Regions from separate parts of the Mus musculus genome. Here region 1 is linked to region 2. Evidence: chromatin contacts called from public targeted proximity ligation data. All regions are on one chromosome and are shown on one strand. The core of a region is the stretch at or near the end of the contact, and the rest is flanking DNA. Distances in the headings are between cores, read along the strand shown. Region 1 overlaps Gcnt1 (glucosaminyl (N-acetyl) transferase 1, core 2). Region 2 has its middle 22 kb from the start of Gm32341.

Region 1 (5,540 bases), core at 508-3,007, 450 kb before region 2:
GTTTAGGGGAGACCTGCAAGATCTCTTTCGCTGCAAGTTGTGTTTGCTATTTAACATATCCAAAAAGTGAACAGGAAGCAACCAGATAAGTAAGGGGATAGGTTTCTAGGAGAAGAGTGTTGTGCTCAAGAGGAAAATGATTGGGATGAAGCCTTTGGGTCATTTGTAGAATCTGGGATGTGATGGTAGGGGTGATACCCACTGCTGGGATCTGGGGTGGGGGGGGGTCAAATGATCATACCACAGCTGGTTTTTTTGTTTTGTTTTTTGGGTTTTTTTTGTTGTTGTTGTTGTTTTGTTTTGTTTTGTTTTTTCGAGACAGGGTTTCTCTGTATAGCCCTGGCTGTCCTGGAACTCACTCTGTAGACCAGGCTGGTCTCGAACTCAGAAATCCTCCTGCCTCTGCCTCCCGAGTGTTGGGATTAAAGGCGTGCACCACCATGCCCGGCTCATACCACAGCTGTGAAGGGCACTGTTTGAGGGGTGGGTACTGCTGGTACTCGTGGCACCCTTGTCGGGCACCAGTGTGAGAAGAGGCTTCAATTCCTCATCCAGACAGCCATGTAGCTCAGCCTGTGCACTCATGTTCAGCCACCCAGGAGGGTAGAGTGGCTGTTAGCAAACAGTGCCACCCAGTGCCCCTACAGTCACCCAATAGTGTGATGGATGAACTATAATAGGCGAGAGAATGAGACTTGGTTTGTGGTTGAAATCAGAAATATAGTGGTGATTAACTAATACTGTTGATGGGGGTCGGGGGGTAGCAAGATGACTCAGACGTTTGCGGTGTGGACATGAGAGTGGGGTGGGTTCGGGTACGGAAAGCAGCATTTATGGTGCTGGAAGCACTGGGGGGGTGGTGGGAGGTAGGTGGAAGGGTTGATGAGGTTGGCACCAGGTTGGGGAGAGAAGTTGATTCCCCTTTGGAGCTGTTTTGCTTGTGAAACAACCAAATGGAGCGGAGAAGCTGGCAACTAGAAAGATCTAGGATGGAAGTGTCTGCAGACCTGAGTATTAAAGCCTCCACAGAGAGGAAGGGTCTTTTCCGGCAGCTATAGACCATTCCCTGTGCTGGGACGCCAGTGTTCATAGGAACCAGGTACACATTCAGGGTAGGCGGAAAACCTGTTGTCTGTGCTTTCTGGGGCTTTGTTTGCTTTTGTTTTTGTTTGGTCTGGTCAGAATTGAGCTGGGAGACATTACATTTGTTTATTTGTTCTGGAAAAGTCTGGTAGATAAAATCTGGCGGATAAGGTATGGGGAAATAGAAGGTGGGGCCAAATTCCAGAGATGATAAGGATGTCGGGGGCAGGGGTGGTCCTGTGATAGGAGAGGGAGGAGGGATGAAGATGTTTTATATCTGGGACTCAAGACTTCATCTCACTTTGCTCGAAAGAAAGAAGCAAGATCGTGAGCTGAGTTTGTTTCTGAAGTAGTGTATTTCTTTCTTGAAAGTGTATTTTTTAAAAACAGCTTCTTCTTTTTTAAAAACTATTAATTTTGCTGTGCCAGGGATTGGATTCATAAAAGACAAGCACTCTTCTACTGAACGGCAGTCCAGCCTGTTGGAGTATTTTCTGGTGCCAAGGTCCATGACTGAGCTCTAGGAAAAACTGTTTGGAATGGTGTTCTCTGCTGTTGAGTTAATTTGTCCCGGGAAGAGGTGAACAGAAACCCTGCTCACTATAGGTGGGGCCCGTGATGGACTACAGGGTCCCACCTCAGTCTGTCTTGATGAGACAGTGGAGATACGGGTGAGGGGTAAGGAATGTAGGTGGGCCGGAGAGTGGCCTCACTCCTTTCTGGACCTAGGGTGTGGTCTCACTCCTTGGAAACTTTCTGGACCAGTCACAGTGTTTTGTTTACACTGAACGTCTTAGCTTCCCCTGCTATCCTGGTGACCTAGGGTTTTTCCGATGTCGTTTTGTAAACAGTGAACCATTTGATATGTTACTTCATATGCCACCAAAATCTTGTCTATGGCCACCGTAAAGACAAGAAGTACCACTCTCCCTTTAGAAGCCCACATCCAATCTGGATATATTGTAGTCTTCCCCCAAGAACCTTTGTGTCTGCCAACTCCTGTTCTTAAATTCCACTAGTGGTCTCTGACAGGACTTTGGGAGCTGCTGTGGCGACCATGTGGAGCTGAGTGAGTGTCTGCCCTGCACTGAGCTCTGCTTCCTACCTTTCAGCCTGTGCTTGGGTGACTAATGTCAGTGACACCTGACATGGGTCTTGGCAATTTTGCCAAGGTGACCAAAGGACTATCTTGAGTGCCATTCATTAGAAACATTACATTTAAAGTTTTTGTTGTTTGTTTTGGATTTTTTGAGACAGGGTTTTTCTGTGTAGCTCTGGCTGCCCTAGTACTCATTCTGAACTCAGAACTCAACTGCTTCTGCTGTATCTGATTCCAGAGTACTGGGATTAAAGGCATATACCACCAATGCCTGGCTACACTTACATTTTTGAGATAGAGTTTGTTATTGACCTAGTGCTTGGTGATAAGGCTAGGTTCGACTTGGCTAGGCTAGCTATTTAAGGAGCCCCAGAGAAGCCCCAGAGATCTGCTTGTCTCTTTCTTTTCAGTGCTGAGATTACAAAAGTGTGTCACTGTGTCTAGCTTCCTCGTCCTTTTGTTCTTTTCCTTAACATGTTTTCTGGGGGTGGAACTCAGGTCTTCATGCTTGTCGAGCAAGTATTATACTGACCCTGACAGAAGCACCCCACCTTGATGCCTCAGGCTTATAATCACAGCAATTAAGCTGGGCTTAGGGAGGAATTAGTGGATCCAAGGAGCTAGCTGGGCAGAATCTGCATACATACTTGAGGTTCAGTGAGATACTATGCCTCCAAAAAAATAAGCAGGGGAGTGACTGACTGAAAGATACCTGATATTGACCTGGTTTCTACATGCACATGTCTGTGTACCCTGCTCATACATGTGAACATGTACACACATAATGATCAGACTGTGAAGAGTGATTGGTACAGTGGGTTATCCTGAAATATATAATATGTATTATATGTAGTATATAATCTTATATATAGTAATATATCTAATGTAATATATGTAATATACTATACTATATTATTATATTACCTCTCATGTATATCATTGTGCTCATAAATGCAATTATTTGTCAATTAAAGTGTATTTATGGGGTGGGTGTATAGCTCAATGGAATACTTGGAATGTGGAAGACCTCAATTTTGATGCCCAGCTCTGCCCAAAAGTAAAATAAAAACTTCCCATGTAAACATGTGGCAAGGCTATAATGACTTAAATGTCAATGTGATATTTTACTCTATCATCCACTCCTTTTGTCACATGGTGGTCACATGCTATTGTTGAGAATCAACCTATGCCATTTTGGTTGTCACATAGTGGTCACATGCTGTTTGTTGCTGAGAATCAGCCTAAGCCATTTTGCTTGCCTGTGTAAGCCCATCGGTGAGTGCGCCTGCTATCCGGGCAGCAGTGAGAGAACAGGTAAAGGTGAACATTGAAAAGCAAGTCTCAGGTCAATGCTGTTACCAGTGTGGGCTCTGATTAAGCCTTCTGTGAAAGGCCAGCTGCAGGATTCAGCTGGAGTCAGGTAGTTAAGAATTTTCTGGAATCGGTCACTGGACCTAAGAATGTGCCTAGGGCACTGTCACACTTGCCAGGATTGCTTGCTTGTCATTGTAAGGGGAATGCAGAACTGGCAGGATGTATGTCTAACCTGCAACAGTTGGAGCACTAGACCTCAATTTGTTAATTTGTAAGGTAGAATTCGACAGTGAGAACGAGGTTTTAATTCCTTTCTCTGATTAATAGAGCCTTTAGGACTTAAGAAACCTTCCTGTAGTTGCCGTTTGGCCTTTCCTAATCTACACTTGTATGTCTTATAGCATGAGTGTATGTGTATGTGTGTGTGAGGGGTTGTCTCTGTGGGGGGAGTTCTGTTTCTGGGGGGGACGGACGTGTGTGTGTGTGTGTGTGTATGTGTGCATACTTTTGTACATTTATACACTGCTAGGGATCAAACGCAGGACCTCTGGTATGCTTGACAAATGTTTACTGTTGATATAAATTCATCTTTCTGATGAAATATTTTTGAAATAAATTATATAGAATGTAACAGCAAACTTCTAAACTCCCTGAACATAAACTGTGACAAAAAAAAAAATGCATTAAAAAAAAAAACTCCAAAAAACAAAAACATGGGGCTGGAGAACTTGCTCATGGTTACTAGCACTTGTTTTTGCAAATGACCTGGGTTCAATTCCCAGCATCTACATGGAGGCTCACCACCTTCTCAGATGCCTGTGATACACAGAGATATATGCAGACAAAACACTCATACACAGAAAATAATATTAAAAAATTAAAACAAACTTACATAATTGTCTTTGCATCAAGTGCTTTAGTGTCATAGGTATGTCTAACATTTAGAGGAAGTGTGTTCTTAGTGCTAAATCACTCCCATTGTGAGGGGAACTCTTTTTTTGGTAGATATGATTTTGAAACAAACAAGAAGTGAGTAGTCGTCTGGAAAGATGGCTCAGTGGTTACTGCTTTTGCAGAGGACATAGTTCAATTCCTAGTACCCATGCGAGAGGCAACTCATGATGGATGGTCTGAAACTCTAGTTCCAGGGGATCAGATGCCTCTGGCCTCTGTGTGTTCCTATACTTGAACACACACACACACACACACACACACACACACACACACACACACATACACACAAAGATGTATTTTAAATAGACTCATGAGAAGTTTACATTATAAGATAGATTGATAGATTGATCATGGCCATTAATATTTCACATCGAAATAAATTCTACTAATATATCTTTGAAAAGCCTAGTTGACTGGTACAGAATTATTTGTTGTTGATAGTAAAGTTAACTGAATTGAAAAGGGAAGGAGTTACAGAGACAAAGTTTGGAGCTGAGATAGAAGGAAGGACCATCCAGAGACTGCCCCTCTCAGGGATCCATACCATAATCAGCCACCAAATGTGGACACTATTGCATATGCCAGCAAGATTTTGCTGACATGACCCTGGCTATGCCAGTGCCTGGCAAATACAGAAGTGGATGCTCACAGTCATCTATTGGATGGGACACAGGGCCCCCAGTGGAGGAGCTAGAGAAAGTACCCAAGGAGCTGAAGGGGTCTGTAGCCCAATAGGAGGAATATTGATATGAACTAACCAGTATCCCCATAGGTCATATCTCTAGCTGCGTATGTGGCAGATGGCCTAGCCAGCCATCATTGGGAGGAGAGGCCCTTGGTCTTGCAAAGATCATATGCCCTGGAATGCCAGGGCCAGGGCTAGGGCCCAGAAGTGGGAGTAGGCGGGTTGGGGAGCGGGGTGGGTGGTGGGTATAAGGGACTTTGGGGATAGCATTTGAAATGTAAATGAAGAAAATATCTAATAAAAAATTGTTTTAAAAAAAGGAAAGGAAATGTAGGGAGAGAAGGCATGTTTGAATGATAGTGACCACAAGCAAATGTCACAAACAAGCAAATGTCACAAAGGGGG
Region 2 (5,774 bases), core at 447-2,946:
GGAGCCAGCCTTCATGGTTCTCATGCATTCTTACATTTAATCTTTCAAACAAAGCATTGGTGAACTTGGGAAAGTTAAATAAGTGTTCCTAGTCAAAGCAAGGAAGAGTGACAGAGAACCAACCTAGACATTTGGCGATCAGCGTCCTCAATAACCAATCTGTTATAGGGGTGACCCAGATCGAGGAATGGGAGGTATACTCCTGGTGGACCTTTCTCTCTCTGAGAAGATCGCCCGCGTACCTACAGCGCCTTCTTCTGCACCTCTGATACAGTGAGGCAGCTTTCCTGAGCCGGAAGTGGCCCAGATGGATCCTAATAGTCTGTGTGATGTGATGTCCCTCGCAGACATTCCCCGTATCCCTTTTATTTACCTGCACAGCTTCAAGCATCGCGCCAGCTCAGTATTATCACCTGTGGCGCTAGTCTACTTAAACCACGTGGGCAAGGAGATTTCATTCCGTGGACCAAGCATCGCTGAGAGTTTCTTGGTTCTCTGTATAAAAAGGAGCCAGGTGAGGACCAGGACTGATGGGGCCGGCCTGCCCCCCAGTGGCACATTGAGCACAGTAGTAGGAAGGCAGTTTCTTTCCCTGCTGCAGAAAATTGTGTTCAAGTCTCTGATGTTTAATCCTTTATCTAACATGCCTGAGAAGTTTGAGTTCTATAGGATATGATTCCTACTGGATAAGACGTACCCTAACCTAAGGGCAGAGGAACTTAAAACTACCTGGTTCCTGGACAATTACAAAAAAAAAAAAAGCATATACAATGCAAACACTCTATGTATTTTCTGTAAATTTATTTATCTTTCCCTTTTGTGTTGGTTTGTTTTCTTGAGACAGCCTCGTGTATCCCACCCTGACCTTGAACTCCTGATTTCCCTGACTCCACCTCCCAAGTACAGAGACCACTGGTATCTACCACCACACTCAGTTAACACTGTTATTTTCAATTCAGACACTTCATATGTACGCATGTGTAAACCAACTCCAGATTTTATCATTGGCTTCTGACTCTAGAAACCAAGAGAAATTCTTTGAGATACTCAGTAGCATGAAGTCAGGGTTAAGGCCGTGTAGTCTGGCCTCCCCCTCCAGTCTTTTGGAGCATCCTGCCTTGTTTTGTCTGTTTTCGTGCTCCTGCCTTTACAACAACAGCCTTCTAAAGGAACATGATAGCAACATCTTTATAGATAGATTTCCTAGTTTAATTTTTTTCCAGCTAGGTTTAGTGGTGCAAGTTTCTACTTCCAGTTCTTTTGGATGCTAACACAGGAAGATGGCAAGTTTGAGGCTAGCCTGGACAACAGCATAAATCTCAAGTCCAGCCAGGTCAACTTAGTCTCAGAACAAAAAGCAGTAGGGTTTGGGGTGGGGTGCTAAGGCTCTAACTCTGTGGCAAAGTACTTTCTTAGTCAGTATTGGCAAAAATCAGCTCTTCCTACCCAAAGCAGCTTTTCCTGGAAAATTCAGTTTTGCAATTCTAAGCATCTGAATTCGTTTTCATAGAAGCAATCCTTTATTCCCCGCTTCCATAGAATCATCAAGTCACATAATATTTGACAAAACCATGTAAATACAAGAGCAAGGGCAATCTGTACAAAGAACTTTGGGGACAAGCATAAGATAATATGTGACTCAGGCAGCCGCAGAAGGCATGAGCCACAATGAGTCACAGAGAATTGAGAGTATTAGTCACCCTGGTGACTCAGGGCCAATCGGGCGAGTTCTTTTTTAAAAATATGTGTTTAGTATATGTATGTGATTCTGTGCAACTTTCTGTGTGCTTCATATCTGCATGAGCCCACAGAGGCCAAATTCAGGTCTTCTAGAAAAGTCTACCTCATTCAAGCATGCTTGCACCATATCCAACCTCCAGGCCTGGGCTAGATCACACATGCTGTATGCCAGTCCAAACTATTAAGTCCTTCTAACCCTAGCTAGCCTATGCCATATCCAACATCCAAGCTAGCCCAGTTTGCACATCCTGTGCTGTGGTTCAGTCTAGTGTGCTCCCTGGACCCTAGCCCATGCTCATAAATTCCCAGACCTAGCTTAATTATATACTTGTGCACTGGCCCAGCCTGATGAGTCTGTGGAAATTTTGCCTGCCCTCAGACCTAGCCTTGGTCATGAAGACTACATGCACGCCTAGCCTTGTAAGTATCTAAGACTCTGGACCCTCCATGTGATCTCTATACTCGGGATGAAGCTCAGATGCCACAGCTTGTACATCACCACAAGCAGACCTGGCCACTTGTCCCCTTCATATGCCTCTTTAATTACACTAAATTGGATTCACTTCATTCCTCCAGTCCAAAATCAACGCTAGGTGTCTGAATGATTGGCCTGGCAACTCCTCATACCTAATCAGAAGTCAGTCAGGCTTGGGCTACAACAAAAACAAAAGCAAACTTCCATTTAACAGTGGCAGCCTAGAATCTCACATCAGACGATGCTCAACCAATGAAAGAAGTCACATGCCAGGTCTCACCACCAAAACAAAAACAAAGACAAAAACAAAACAAACAAAAACCCCTCAAGGAATATGAAAGGACAAGGCATTACCTCAGCCCCCCCCCCCCCACACACACACACACACACACACAACCTACCACTCCTATAGAATGTTCTCCAGTGAGAATTACTTAAATGAGCCCCAGGACACAGAACTTAGAAGAACAATAACAAACTTCACCAAAGAATCCAAGGACTTTAAAGAAAATGCAAACAGCTCAATGAACTTAAAGAGAATAATACTAAATGCCGGAATGCCATCCATGAAGACATAAGCACATAGCTAAGTAAAATAATCAAAACAGTACAATAATGGGAAAGGAAATCCAGTAAAAAGACAGAACTATTGATGAAAACTCAAACTGAAATGACATACATCAGAACCCAATTTTAAAACCCAGGGATAAGCTTTGCAAGTAGAAAGGATCAAGAAGAAGATAGAATATAGAAACTGAAGATAGTGCACTGAACCACTTGAGCAAATAATATTTAAAAAACAAATAAATAGAACAAAGGGAAAAAACATGTAGGAAGTATGGGATACCATGAAAAGATTGACTATTTGAATTGAATTATAGCCAAAGAAGAAGAACCACTACATGCCAAGGACATAGAGCAGATCTTCAACAAGATCATAGAAGAAAACATTCCTAGAGTAATGAAAAATCTACCCACAGAGATACAAAAAGTACACGGAATTTCAAGTAAAATGAGAAAAGAAAAGGAAAGGAGAAAAGAAAAGAAGAGAAAAGAAAAGAAAAGGAAAGGAAAGGAAAGGAAAGGAAAGGAAAGGAAAGGAAAGAAAAGAAAAGAAAAGAAAAGAAAAGAAAAGAAAAGAAAAGAAAAGAAAAGAAAAGAAAAGAAAAGGAAAGAAAAGGAGAAAAGAAAAGAAAAGGAAAGGAAAGAAAGAAGAAAAGAAAACTCCCCACATCATAGTTAAAAACCTAAATTTACTGAACAAAGAGAAGATACTGAAAGCTGTGAGAGAAAAAACACAAGTCACACTTAGAGGGAAACCTAACAGAACGGCAGCTGACTCCTCAGTGGAAAGTTAAATTCCATCAGACCCTAGAGCAATACACTTCAAGTTCTGAAAGATCAGATTCCAGCCTAATGCTGTACCCAGAAAAATTATCTGCCACAGTTAAGAAAAAAAAAAAAAGACTTTTTATGTTATAAACAGGCTAAAAGGATTTTTGTCCACCAAACCAGCTCTGCAGAGCATACCGGAAATAGTCTTTAAATCGAGAAACAAGAGGAGGAGAGAATCAATAATCACTGAAACACAAAACAGAACTAAGAACACGAGTAGCAAAAACCAAACTAGCAGCAGTCAATGGCCAGCTTTAAATATGCCTGGTCTCTGGTCCTGAACAAAAAGGCACAGCTTAGAGAATGGATTAAGAAATAAAATCCATCTTTCTGTTGTCTTCAAGCAACACATTTTACCTTCAAAGAAGATGGGGAAAGGTATTCCAAACAAACGGGACAAAGAAGTAAGCAGGTGTCAGCCTAGTATCTGACAAATGAACTTCAAAAGAAAGCAAATCAGAAGACGGCGGCTTCACTCTAATTATAGAACAATTAACTGGGAAGACATTATAACCCTAAACACACACATAGCGAACGCTGACACATTGAATTCCATAAAAAACATAAAGTTGGGCTAAAAAAATACAGATTAACTCCAGTTTACTTTCTCCACTAAAAATAAACAGAAACATCAGATTTAAATGACATCATACAGCAAACGGACCTAACGGAATATCTTCAGAATATTTAACCCAAATACCAAATAATGTGCTTTCTACTTAGCAGCGCATGGAAGTTTCTCTAAAATGGACCACATTCGGGGACACAAAAGAGATCTTAACAAATTATAAATATTTATTAAAACAACTTCAAACATCCTATTTGATCGCAACACTATAAAACTGAAATCAAACAAATCCCTAGTAATTATATACACTCATGGAGACTGAACAGCATGTGACTGAATGATGGATGGGTCAAAGAAGAAACTGTGTAAGAAATCAGTATTCCTGGAGTTATCTGAAATTGATACCACAACACAACACAACATCTGAGGCTCCCTGAAAGCAGTGCTAAGAGGGACATTTGCAGCTATAAGAACCTATATTTAAAGCAACAGAAACAGAACAAATAAATGAGTGAGTGACAAAACGAGGACTTTAGAAAAACAAATGCAAAGCTAGTCAATATCAGGTAATAATGAAAATCAGAACATAAATGAATGGTATAGAAGAAAAGAAAGCTGTATAAAGAACCCACAATTTTAAGAGCTAGCTATTGGATACAAGAAGCAAGAGTGACAGAAAGTAGAAAGGACAGTGCCAATCCCCTCTGTCATGCCAGTATTATCTTAATAACAAAACCAGATAATGATACAACTAAAAAGAAAATAGCATGTCAATACCCAGCTGCCAAAATCCTCAATAAAATACCTGCAAACTGAATACAAATGTATATCAAAAAGACCATCCACTACAACTAAGTTGCTTTATCCCAGAGATGTACTAACTAGAACTGCAAACTACTGAGACCACTCTGGAAATCACTGTGAAGAATTATCAAAATGCTAAAAGTAGATCTAGCACATGACCCAGCTATACCACTCCTCTACATACGCCCAAAGGATTCAGCATCATATTCTATAGACACTTGCTCAGCTATGTTTAAGGCTGCTGTATTTACAATAGCCAGGAAGTAGAAACAGTCTAAATGTCCTTCAACTGATGAAGAGGTAATGAAAATACTGTTCATATATGCAATGGAATGTCATTCAGATGTACAGGAAGCAGAATCATGAAAGCTGGAGGTAAGCGCATGGACCTAGGAACTATCACACTGAATGAGGTAACCCAGACCCAGATCTATAAATGCTGCATGTTCTGCATATAGATCCTAGCCCTGAATCTTTACATGTGAGTGAGTATATAACTTGTAGTAGCCACAGAAACCAGGAAAGTAGACAAGGGCCACGGTGAGGAGCTCTAGAGAGAAGACTATAGTACAACAGGGTTGCTATGAGAGGGGAGGTGAACAAAACAAACAAAAAACAACAAAACAGGGACATCTTTATCTGGGGAGAGAGGAAGAGGGGCAGAAGGAGGGACTATCTAATAAAAACTCTAGTGTCAGGCATGAAAATCTAAATTGTTAGTAAGCAGAGCCCACCAGATCCCAAGAACAATGTAGGCTTTGTCCTTGGTTGTCTCTCAAAAGTATAAAGTAA

The links.
Region 1: a contact with region 2 is called in a targeted proximity ligation map of pancreatic cancer cells. A contact is called at or near these places in 2 of 39 promoter capture datasets (liver and stem cell-derived epiblast-like cells), 11 of 484 Hi-C or Micro-C datasets (the G1E-ER4 cell line, the HPC-7 cell line, the N1E-115 cell line and 2 more) and 6 of 130 datasets of targeted methods (embryonic stem cells, pancreatic cancer cells, pro-B cells and 1 more).

The regions. Positions count from the first base shown.
Region 1 is chr19:17,347,013-17,352,552 of GRCm38.p6, reverse strand. All of the region lies in intron 1 of Gcnt1 (glucosaminyl (N-acetyl) transferase 1, core 2), which reads left to right. Among named protein-coding and RNA genes, the nearest start is that of Gcnt1, 6.9 kb to the left of the region's middle.
Region 2 is chr19:16,894,658-16,900,431 of GRCm38.p6, reverse strand. No RefSeq gene overlaps it. Among named protein-coding and RNA genes, the nearest start is that of Gm32341, 22 kb to the left of the region's middle.